Regions from separate parts of the Zea mays genome. Here regions 2 and 3 are each linked to region 1. The links are chromatin contacts, called in public Hi-C maps. All regions are on one chromosome and are shown on one strand. Each heading gives the region's core, a stretch centred on a gene start, on an enhancer-like site or on the middle of the called end of the contact. The rest is flanking DNA. Distances are from core to core; before and after follow the strand shown. Region 1 holds the start of LOC111589729 (transposon Tf2-1 polyprotein). Region 2 holds the start of LOC103632455 (R3H domain-containing protein 1). Region 3 holds the start of LOC100283758.

What was found. A called contact is a pair of places that touch in the nucleus more often than the background predicts.
Region 2: a Hi-C map of bundle sheath shows a contact between it and region 1, with 4 times the contacts expected there. The contact joins the promoter of LOC103632455 here to the promoter of LOC111589729 in region 1. A contact is called at or near these places in 4 of 25 Hi-C or Micro-C datasets (bundle sheath, ear, endosperm and 1 more).
Region 3: a Hi-C map of ear shows a contact between it and region 1, with 2.2 times the contacts expected there. The contact joins the promoter of LOC100283758 here to the promoter of LOC111589729 in region 1. A contact is called at or near these places in 2 of 25 Hi-C or Micro-C datasets (ear and tassel).

Annotation. Positions count from the first base shown.
Region 1 is chr7:72,737,137-72,740,321 of Zm-B73-REFERENCE-NAM-5.0, forward strand. It overlaps LOC111589729 (transposon Tf2-1 polyprotein), which reads right to left and starts at 1,735. Exons shown (of 4, transcript XR_002748844.2): 1 at 1,226-1,735; 2 at 1-1,107.
Region 2 is chr7:73,565,553-73,568,737 of Zm-B73-REFERENCE-NAM-5.0, forward strand. LOC103632455 (R3H domain-containing protein 1) reads right to left here and starts at 1,738. Exons shown (of 5, transcript XR_002263388.3): 1 at 927-1,738; 2 at 1-459.
Region 3 is chr7:72,162,367-72,165,551 of Zm-B73-REFERENCE-NAM-5.0, forward strand. LOC100283758 reads right to left here and starts at 1,603. Exons shown (of 4, transcript NM_001156657.1): 1 at 1,131-1,603; 2 at 555-1,044. The coding sequence starts at 1,502.

The sequences.
Region 1 (3,185 bases), core at 485-2,984:
CACGACCCTTAAGATGGAGAGAGGCAGCGCTTACTCTGAACTCCTCTGGAATCTGGTATAGCAGGAAGTAGGCTTCACAATTATCTATCCATACCCTAGCTTCTTCCCCTTCAAATACCGGGAAATCCCACTTGGGTAGCCAAGTCCTTCGGTGATGTTGATCCGACTCTATTCCTCTTCTGTTAACTTCTTCTTGTCCAAATCTTGCCTCCTCACCTGACGAATGGTTCCCTGAACCTCCTGTCGGATGAGACACATGAGGGGCGGTCTGGGATGTCTGGAAACTGGGTGGTATTGCCTGTGGATGAGCTCCCATCAACCCGTCACCAGTTCCTCCCCTCTGCGCGACGCTCCCTCCTCGGTTTGCATTCGCCACCACATTTGATAGTCGCGCTTGATCTTGGGATACCTGTGCCAGAGACTTCATGGAGAGATCCATTTTTGCCTGCACGTACTGTGTGATCTTCTCATGCTCCATCTGTCGCTTCTCCATCTCGGACATCTTGGTCGACAGCGTGTCCAACCCATCCATCTTCTTCGACAGCTCCATGAGAGTGGCAGTCGACGCCTCCCATGCTTGCTGGAACTTCTCAGTCAGCCTTTTCTCCACCTCTTCCATGGCTGCAACCACGTGACGCGCCTGAACAGATGGCCGACTTGGCGCCGTGATGTCTTCCCTGAGATGTCGCTCGACGACGATCGAAGTGTCGCCGGAAAATGCCTCTGATACCAGTTTGTGATATCCGGTGGATTATCGCCAGAGATCACCGGAGAGAAGAGAGAAGAAAGGGAAAGAACACAGGCAAGAGAAGCAGACAGAGGTATGAATATTTGGTTTCTGTTCTTCCATCCCTTCTTCAGCGCAGATATTTGCCTCTTATACGTGTGGCTGACCCGCCCACGAATACACGGCCACAATACGGCCCAATACCAGAGATTAACAAAGTCTAACAATTGAGATTACAAGGCCAAATCCGGCCCAACAGGATCCACTAAAACCAAACCTTGTCCGCATACCTCTCCTACCGCCAACTCAGTCATCCGCGACGGTGTTTGCCTGATCCTGATGCAGCACCGATGTGACACTCAACCCCCGGAGGCCAGAACCTGGGCCACATATGAAGACGGGAGTCCACGAAAATTGTTCCCAGATAAACCAAACGACCAACGAACCCCGAATTCGCGGGGCTACTCAATCAAGAGATGCATGCTGCGTTGCGCGCACCTGTTTCTTGCGGTTATCACCGCCAGAGAAGAGGCAGTACACGCGGCCGGCGCGGCCGCAGGATCGGCGATTAAGGCATCCAGGGATACTGGGGAATCGACCGGCATAGAAGGAGGTGAGGACTCCATCGCGGGGGAAGGCGCGGAGGCGAGCGGAAGGCGGAGGAGGCCGCGCAGGCGACATGGCTCGCTCGGTAGCTAGAGTGGCGTGGCCGCGTGGGTTTGTGTTACGGTGAAGGCTGCTTACACAACTGGGCTGGGCCTACTTTTTTTTTTTTTGCCTTCAGAGTCTGTTCTCGTGAACAAACTGTTAGGGCTAGTTTAAAAACTCAAATCCCCTTCGAGATTAGAGGGGATTAGAGAGAAAATTAGTTCATTTTCATCTCAACCCCCTCCAATCATGAAGGGGATTTGAGGTTCGTAAAGTAGCCCTTATGTGGTTTGTCCTATCTCCTGTGAGTTTGACAACAAAATCATGATACATAACATGTAATCTCAGCCAACAGATTTACCATATTTTACAATAGACACCACTATGATAATAAGAACACCACGATAATTATTCTTTGAACGTTTCATGCTAAAGAGCATGGCATCATGGATAACGACATCAAATCAGATGAACCAATATGCATCGATAGGAACAAGCAGCGCTAGGCTATGGATTTATCAGCTCAGGTGGAAGGTAAAAACACACAGTTTAGAGAATGACAAAGCAGACCAATCTTGTTCACTTGAATAGTAGACACAAAAACTTCCATTACTAATCATATCCTATAGCAAACTACACTATGGTTTCACGCCAGGAGCACAATAATTTACAACACACCATTTGACTTCCTCATATCTTGCTCTTTGGTTTCCTTGTATCGTGCTCTTAATGTATAGACATCATAACGATAATAAAGTCTTTTAATACTAAGAAAATTAACTTCTTAATGTAGGTATACAGATATAGATGGTTGTTCACGCGTTAATTTGCATCACACACCAAATCCATAATAAGAGCACCATTGTAGGAAACGGTGACGCCTAATAGGAGGCGGTGAATTAAGACTTTTAAAACTTCTTTCTAAACAAGGACACAAAATAATCCCTAAAACAAAACCTATGCAAATATCTAAACTAGATTGTGTAAACTAGGTTTTTGTCTATGTGTTGTTATCTCTACCTTAAAAGAAGTAATGCAACCTAAGTTCCAATCCTATATACACTAAGAATAATAAAGATTGTAACTTAGGTAAAGATAGTAAATGTGGATGATTAAAGAGCTAGTAGAGAAAGCAAACTCTCGTGGACGACGCTGGTTCTTTTACCGAGGTATCTGGAACCATGAAAGTTTCCAACTAATCCTCGTTGGTGCCCATATGCAAAGGGTAGCCCACGCGAGGGCCAAGCACCACGAATGAGTAACTCCATAGAGAGTCATGTGCCTTCTCCACACGCAAGTAGTGCTTCGCTTCCGGCCTCTTCTCGGACGCTCACCGCTGTCTTCACTATCGAGTTTCTGGTCGAAATGCCATGGGCCTCGTTCCCGGTACACAATGGCGGCCGTGATACAAACTCAATTGTCACGGTCTTGCAAGACTCTCGCCCTAGTCGGTACAATATTACAACGGCTCGCGCAAGAGCCGAGGGCTGTGGTGGGTTTTTATTACTTCACTCAACTAACTAGCATTACACTAGAGCAAGCGCAATGGCGGTCTAACTAGCCTAAGCACCTTGCAAAGCACCTATACTAATCACCAGATGAATCTCTTATGCACTTGTGTGTTGGACCTTAGAAATGTGCCTCTATGCCTATGATATGTTTCTTGTGCTCCACACACTTCAAATTGCCAGTTGGAGGGGTATAAATAGCCTCCCCCTCAAATAGAGCTGTTGGACAAAAAGTAGCAGTTTCTATCATTGGGTGCACCAGACAGTTCGGTGCACACCGAACATGTCTGGTGCTCTGGCCA
Region 2 (3,185 bases), core at 488-2,987, 830 kb after region 1:
CCTCAGCTGATCTCCCATCAGTAGCATTACTGACGCCGTTGTTAAATATACGCGCTCGTGCTTTGTTGTATTCCTCTTTTCTTTCTTCAACGCTTTTCTGGTGATTGTCTCTAAAGGAGTGAGCACTTGAGCTGTTCATGCCATGGAGATTCTTTTGAGGCCTCTGCTTAATAGCTACTTTCGCCACAGAGATGTTTTCTTCTTGTGGTAGGTTAACTGGAATATCTGCAAGGCAGACATCAGGCAGTTGGCACTCAGATGATGTCTTACGAAGGATGATATGCGAACCAGTTCCATCAGGCAAACTGTTGTCTGGTATGGCAATGGACTGCAGGAAGTAATGCTGCGCCAGGCGATGTGCAGCGAGACGCAAATATGAAGTTGGAAGACCATTGAATTCATACTCTGTAAACCTAGGGTCACCAATGAACTTCAAAATTTCTTGCTCCATTCTTAGCACTGCAGACAGGAATAGACTAGAGTCAAATACAAGGACTCCGACCACACGACCATCAGATGCATAAGGTGCTTGGAACAAAAACTTGCACTTCATAATTTTTGGTACAGAATTTAATTATCTGGTGCTTGCACAAATCTCTTATCCTATGGGACCAGCATGTTTGCACATATAAAAAGGGCATAAGATGCATGGAGAACATCAGCCAAATTTTCCAGAGACCTAGCTACCTGGCTCAAGTAGCAAGCCATAAAGGGTGAAGTACATAAAGACAGCACACAGCATATAAGTACGACCACGAAAGAATACAACATTACCACATGAATAAAGCAACTAGCCACCTGTGCATATCTCAAAACAAGCAAGGAACACTCTGCACGTATCCTAAGCTAACCTTCTCATGTTAGTAGAATCTCGCATAACAAGCAAATAAATTGGTAAACTATGTGCGGAGGAGGCGTTAATTTACCAGAAAGCCTCTCCCTCGGCTTCTCTAGAGCCTCTCGTAGGAACTGATCGACCTGAGCCATCAAATCCTCGCGCGCAGCCGAGGGAACCGAAGGCGGGCCCTGCGGCTGCAGCGCAGGCGGCGGCTGGGGCGGGTCCGGGTTGTCAGCGAGGTCCGGCGAGGAGGACACGCGGCGCGCGGAGAGGATAAGCCGGCTTATGGGCCCGTCGATGTCGGCCGATTCCCACGAGTCCGGCGCGGCGGCTGCAACGTCCTCGGCTGCGGGCTCCATGGCCTCGTGTGCGCGGGCGATCCGGAGCTAGAGGGCGCAAGGGCGGTGAGCGGAGAGACTGGAGCTAGTAACGAGGGTGGCCATGGGGCCAGAGCGCCGAGATCTGGAGGAAGCGCAGCTAGGTTTGGTTCTGCGGTGCAGGTGTTGGTAGATGGTAGGAACAGGAACGCGGTGTCAAGCACCAAACTTGCAATTAAAAGATCATGAATCATTACAGCTTATACACACAGCGTAGTAGAAAACGAGTTAGAGCCACGATACAACATATGCACGCGTCGATGAAGAGGAAATAGCCGATCACGATCGTCTCCTCCTCCGCAGTGTGTCAGCGCAACAGTCGCAGCTGCGCTTCCACATAGTCCACACGTACGGGGACGAACGTCGTGCACATGTGTACTAGCACCGCGTGCGCAGCGAGGGACTCACGGCTGGTATGAGGAAGACGACGGCCAGGGTTTGCATTTGTGGTGGAGAGCTCTAACCCTAACCCCTTCTCATATATATTATAGATCGTGTTAATGGGTTGTAACTCATTAAACCTCTAATCCCAATTGGGCTCTAATCTGAATTGTGTGTGATTGCCTCTTGAGTATATCACTAATAATCTCGCACTTGCACTAGAGACAATCATATAGGCTTTCCAATGTTCCAACCCATTAAGTGTGTGACTCGTTAGGTTCATGTGCATACGGCAGTGAATGAAACTTTTTCAAACCACAAGTCAATAGCGATATCTAACAGGACATATTAACTCTCGAATGTACATTAAAAATCATATCGGTTGAACTTTGATACATTCTCGTATTGATCCCTTTGTCGCATGATATCAGTCAAGCTCAAGACAAAGTGTGTGCCATCCTTGTTATAGCTTAATCATTCACTCGATCAAATAGTGGATTCAATTCATGACTAACATTTAGTCGTTGTGATTAACTCTTTAGTCATATTGGCATGTGATGAGGACATCACTCTCATACAAAATAATACATGGTCTAACAACACGAGCACGTGCATGACAGCTAAATCGGCAGGTTCGTTCTTACCTAGTTAATTGTATTTTAGAGCTTACGCTTTGTGCTATGGATGATTTGATGATTAGGAACCTTAGAGAGTACCATCAAGGACTTGGGAAAGGCCAATATATCAAGGAGGATAAGCTAGGATGTTCACAACGAGAGAAAGCCAACTCCGACTCAACTTCGTCTCCACCTCGGAGTCCAGGACTAGTCTTCACTAAAACGGACGCTCAGGATCCATCTGACCTCCTATTAGGTTGGACTTTATATGGATGGAAAGCTAATGAGATAAACTTTCCAACCCGATTGAAACCAACTTAAAATTCGTCTGGATTCAACGAGAATTATTGAAACAAGTTAGCGTTCAGATTCTGTTTTGGTGCTGCGACACCGTCTGTTCGGCTGTTGGCACGTGTATCGTGTTGGAGCCCATTAGGGGTACCTTTAGGGGTTGTGCATGCCCCTAACCCCTATTTTAATAGCAGTCACTGCCACATTAGGATTTGGGTTTTGCTTAGATCATATATGTCATCGAACAGTTCGTCGTTCATCGGTTTGTGAGACCCCAACTCGTAATCAACACAATTTTAGTTGTGTTCTACCTATTCTTGCTTGTGTTCTTGATTGCGCTTGCAGGGATAAGCCTTCGTGGCAAGGTCACTCGTGTGTCACGGGTGATAACCAATGAAGTGATTGCGAGGATCCATTCGCTCGGAGCCTTGGATCATCAACGTCGAGATCTCCACCCAATCAAGTTATCTGTTGGTGCTTCGTCTTCCGAAGGTCCTCAAAAACATGATTAACAATGTTTCCCCAAGTGTAATATATGTACAGGAACCTTCGGACATTGGGATGAAGCTGTCCACAATATGAAAAGCATGGTTGGGGCGAAGGTCGAACCAGTTCCAAAGCTATGCGCAAGGAAGCTTCGGCTCAGTAGCAGAAAAGGAACCGACTTAAAGAGGAAAAAGC
Region 3 (3,185 bases), core at 353-2,852, 570 kb before region 1:
TGTTTTGCAATGTCATATGCACTGTCTGCTGCGGATAACCTTAGACCAGCGTGTATATAGACGTACAAAACATTGTTTTGCAATTTATATTGTATTGTTTATAGAGTGTAGATTGAAATAGAGAGTAAGAGCATGGCTAATAATTATGTAAATTTTAGCTTTCTAAATCACAAATTCAAGGAGTCGCTAAATAATGTGAGAGTAAAATATTATGAGTCCTCCAATAGTGTAGTTTTGTATGAGGTTAGATGAGAAGTTCCTCGAAGTGCATTATTTAGAGAGCTGTTGTTTGAGAATTTTTAGGTTAGCTATTAAAATTATTGATTTATGAAGTTTTATATAGAATTTTTGGAGTTGCTGTGAGTGCGATAGGGAGTCTGCCAAAGATAACAGCAGTAGTGCAATGAGTTACGCTGACGGCACAGGCGCTGCTGCCCTGTCTCTCGGAGCTGTGCAGAGCCCTGTACCATTAATGGAGACTGCATACGGCAGCTCATGAATGCAGCGAGCTACCCCCTGCATGGCTATCTTGAATGGAATGGATGGGTGCTCACCGTAGTCGGCCGGCCTGTTTACGACGTTGGCGAGGAGCTGGTACGTGTCGGCGAAGACGAGCTGCAGTCCCAGCAGTTCCTTGTTAAGCTTGAGGACGAGCTCCTGCAGCTTGGCGTTGAAGGTCCTGGCAACAGCGTTGTACTGCTCGTTGCACTCCCCGGGGTTGTCGCGGTTGCCGATCCGCTCGGCGGGGAGGCAGCCCATGGGCGTGAGCCCGGTGAAGTCCATTTTGCGGCCGCCGAGGGTGTGCACGCGGCGTATGGCGGCCTCGGCGAGTCCCAGCAGGTAGGCCTCGTACTCGCCCACAGTATACTGCATCCGCCGCTCCGGCAAGTTGTAGTAGTTCTCGATGAAGTCATTGGTGCCGATGCTCCAGATGTAGAGCGCTTCGCTGATGATCTCCTCCGCCGCCGCCTCGCCCTTGGCGATCTTGAGGCGGTCCGTGTACTCCTTGAAGTAAGCGAGCTGCTCGTCCAGCGTGATCACGGACTGCCGTCCATTTTGATACATGCATGCAGGCATTAATAATTTGAGATATATAGACAGAGACGGACATGAATGGTACTGGTACATACCAAGACGCCGGCCGTCGCGTTATCGAGGCCTGTCGCAGCGGAGGCGAAGGAGACTCCTGTGGCGAGCTGGTCGATGGTGCAGTTGTTGTCCAGGTAGGCGGGGATGGACGGCGGCAGGCCGAAGGCCTCGGAGATGAAGTCGGTGGCGAGGCGCCCATTGGAGAACCGGCCCGTGGGGAGGCCATCGTCGTAGTCGCGGCCGTACGGCCAGAAGTTGCTCCGCGCGATGGTCGGGATGAAATTGTTGTTCCCCGTGTCCACGGAAGAGTCGCCGAACACGACGATTGCCGACACCTTCCCGGCCACCGCACCTCGTCCTCCGTGCAGCAACAACAATATCAAGCACGGCAAGTACCGCTTGCATGACGACATTGCCGGTGCTGCGCGCGGCCACCCCCGGAGAAATCCGAAGACCTCAATGTGCTCAAGAAGACAGCGGTCTGGTGCTAGCAGTAGGACGAGACAATTAATGTGCCGTGCATCTAGAAGCTCAGATACTTACATAAGGTTGTTGATTGCTTTGTTTGGATGAATTGTTAGCTGATTCATAACGGTTTCAGTGCCCTTGAGCGGCGATAACATGGAGCACTAATTGCGCCGTATGTATTCGGGATGTTGAGAGCTCATCTGCATGTGAGGCGCGATTAACACAGCATTCAATCGCTCCTCACTGCCTGCCTTTATGGAGAGGAGAGCCGCTGCAGGTTTCTTCAATATGGGTATTATATATACTAGCTCCATTCACAAATACATGACACCATTGATTTTTTTCGAAAATTTTAATCACTCATCTTATTCAAATATTTATTTAAAAATGTAAAATTTTAAGTCAAACAAAAACTACCTTTAAGTGATAAAATAAATCACAAAAAAATAAATGATAACTCATTATTTTTTTGAATGAGACGAGTGATCAAAGTTTTTTAAAAAATCAATGGTGTCATATATTTATGAACAGAGAGAGTATATATATGTATCGATTTAATTTTTAAAATATGATATTTTTGTTTGGTTCTCACACGTGGGCCTTAGGTCTCGACAAGTGGACCTAAGCACTAGAGAGCAGGTGTCACAATCGGCACGACAGAACGGATGGAACAGAGTTCAGAAACATCTTTACAAGTGTGTTCCATCTGCGAATGTGATGGGGGTATTTATAGGGTAACCATGGTACTGTGAACTAAAGTATGTTTATGTTCTTAATTATCTGTTACATTCTCCGAATATGTTATACAACGGGGTAATTACTGGTCGGTAACGTCTCAGGTCTAATTGTACAGTGTTTTATGCACGATGCAGACGCTGACGGGTGGGCCTGCTCGCTTGAGTGTCGACGGTCATCGAGGTCAACCATGCATGACCCTAGGTGTCCCACCTGGATTTAAGGGACAAAGTCGGGTGCATCTCATACATGCGTTAAAGAAGACAACATATATAATAACAGAGTGTATAGAGATAAATGTCACAATAACATCAGAGTACTTATTACATTGCGGAAGTCTTACAAAATAAGAGATAAATATAAACGAACTAACACCCATCCTTGGAGCCAATAAGTCAACTGGGAGACGCCACCTAGATCGAATCGAACTCCTCGTTGTGTGGCTCCTCTTGAACCACCTGTTCTTCTCCTATGGGGAGTGTGAGACAGCAAGGGTGAGCTCACACATGTTCAGGCTCAACAAGTTGTGGGGAATAATGTGATATGAACTCACCAAAGGTGGGAGAGTTCATGTGATGTGTAAGGCTGATCAACAATAAGGGTTAAAGCTGAGCATTGCTTTTAATGAGTTGGTCAAATTTTATTAGCAGTTACTAAATGTAAGTAAATACCAAACCTTAATAATAATAGTAGAACAAAATTAACAAATAATCCCATGCAATGCCAATGACAACTTGAATTTAGTTTCATAGTTTAATCATGCGAGAGTCCTGAGCTGCTCTTGACCGTGAGCTCGGCTAGTATACCAGTTTTACACTCTGCAGAGGTTGTACCCTGTACCCACAAGTCGTGTATCTCATGTCGCCAGGGTTAGCTAGACCCTTAGACACTAC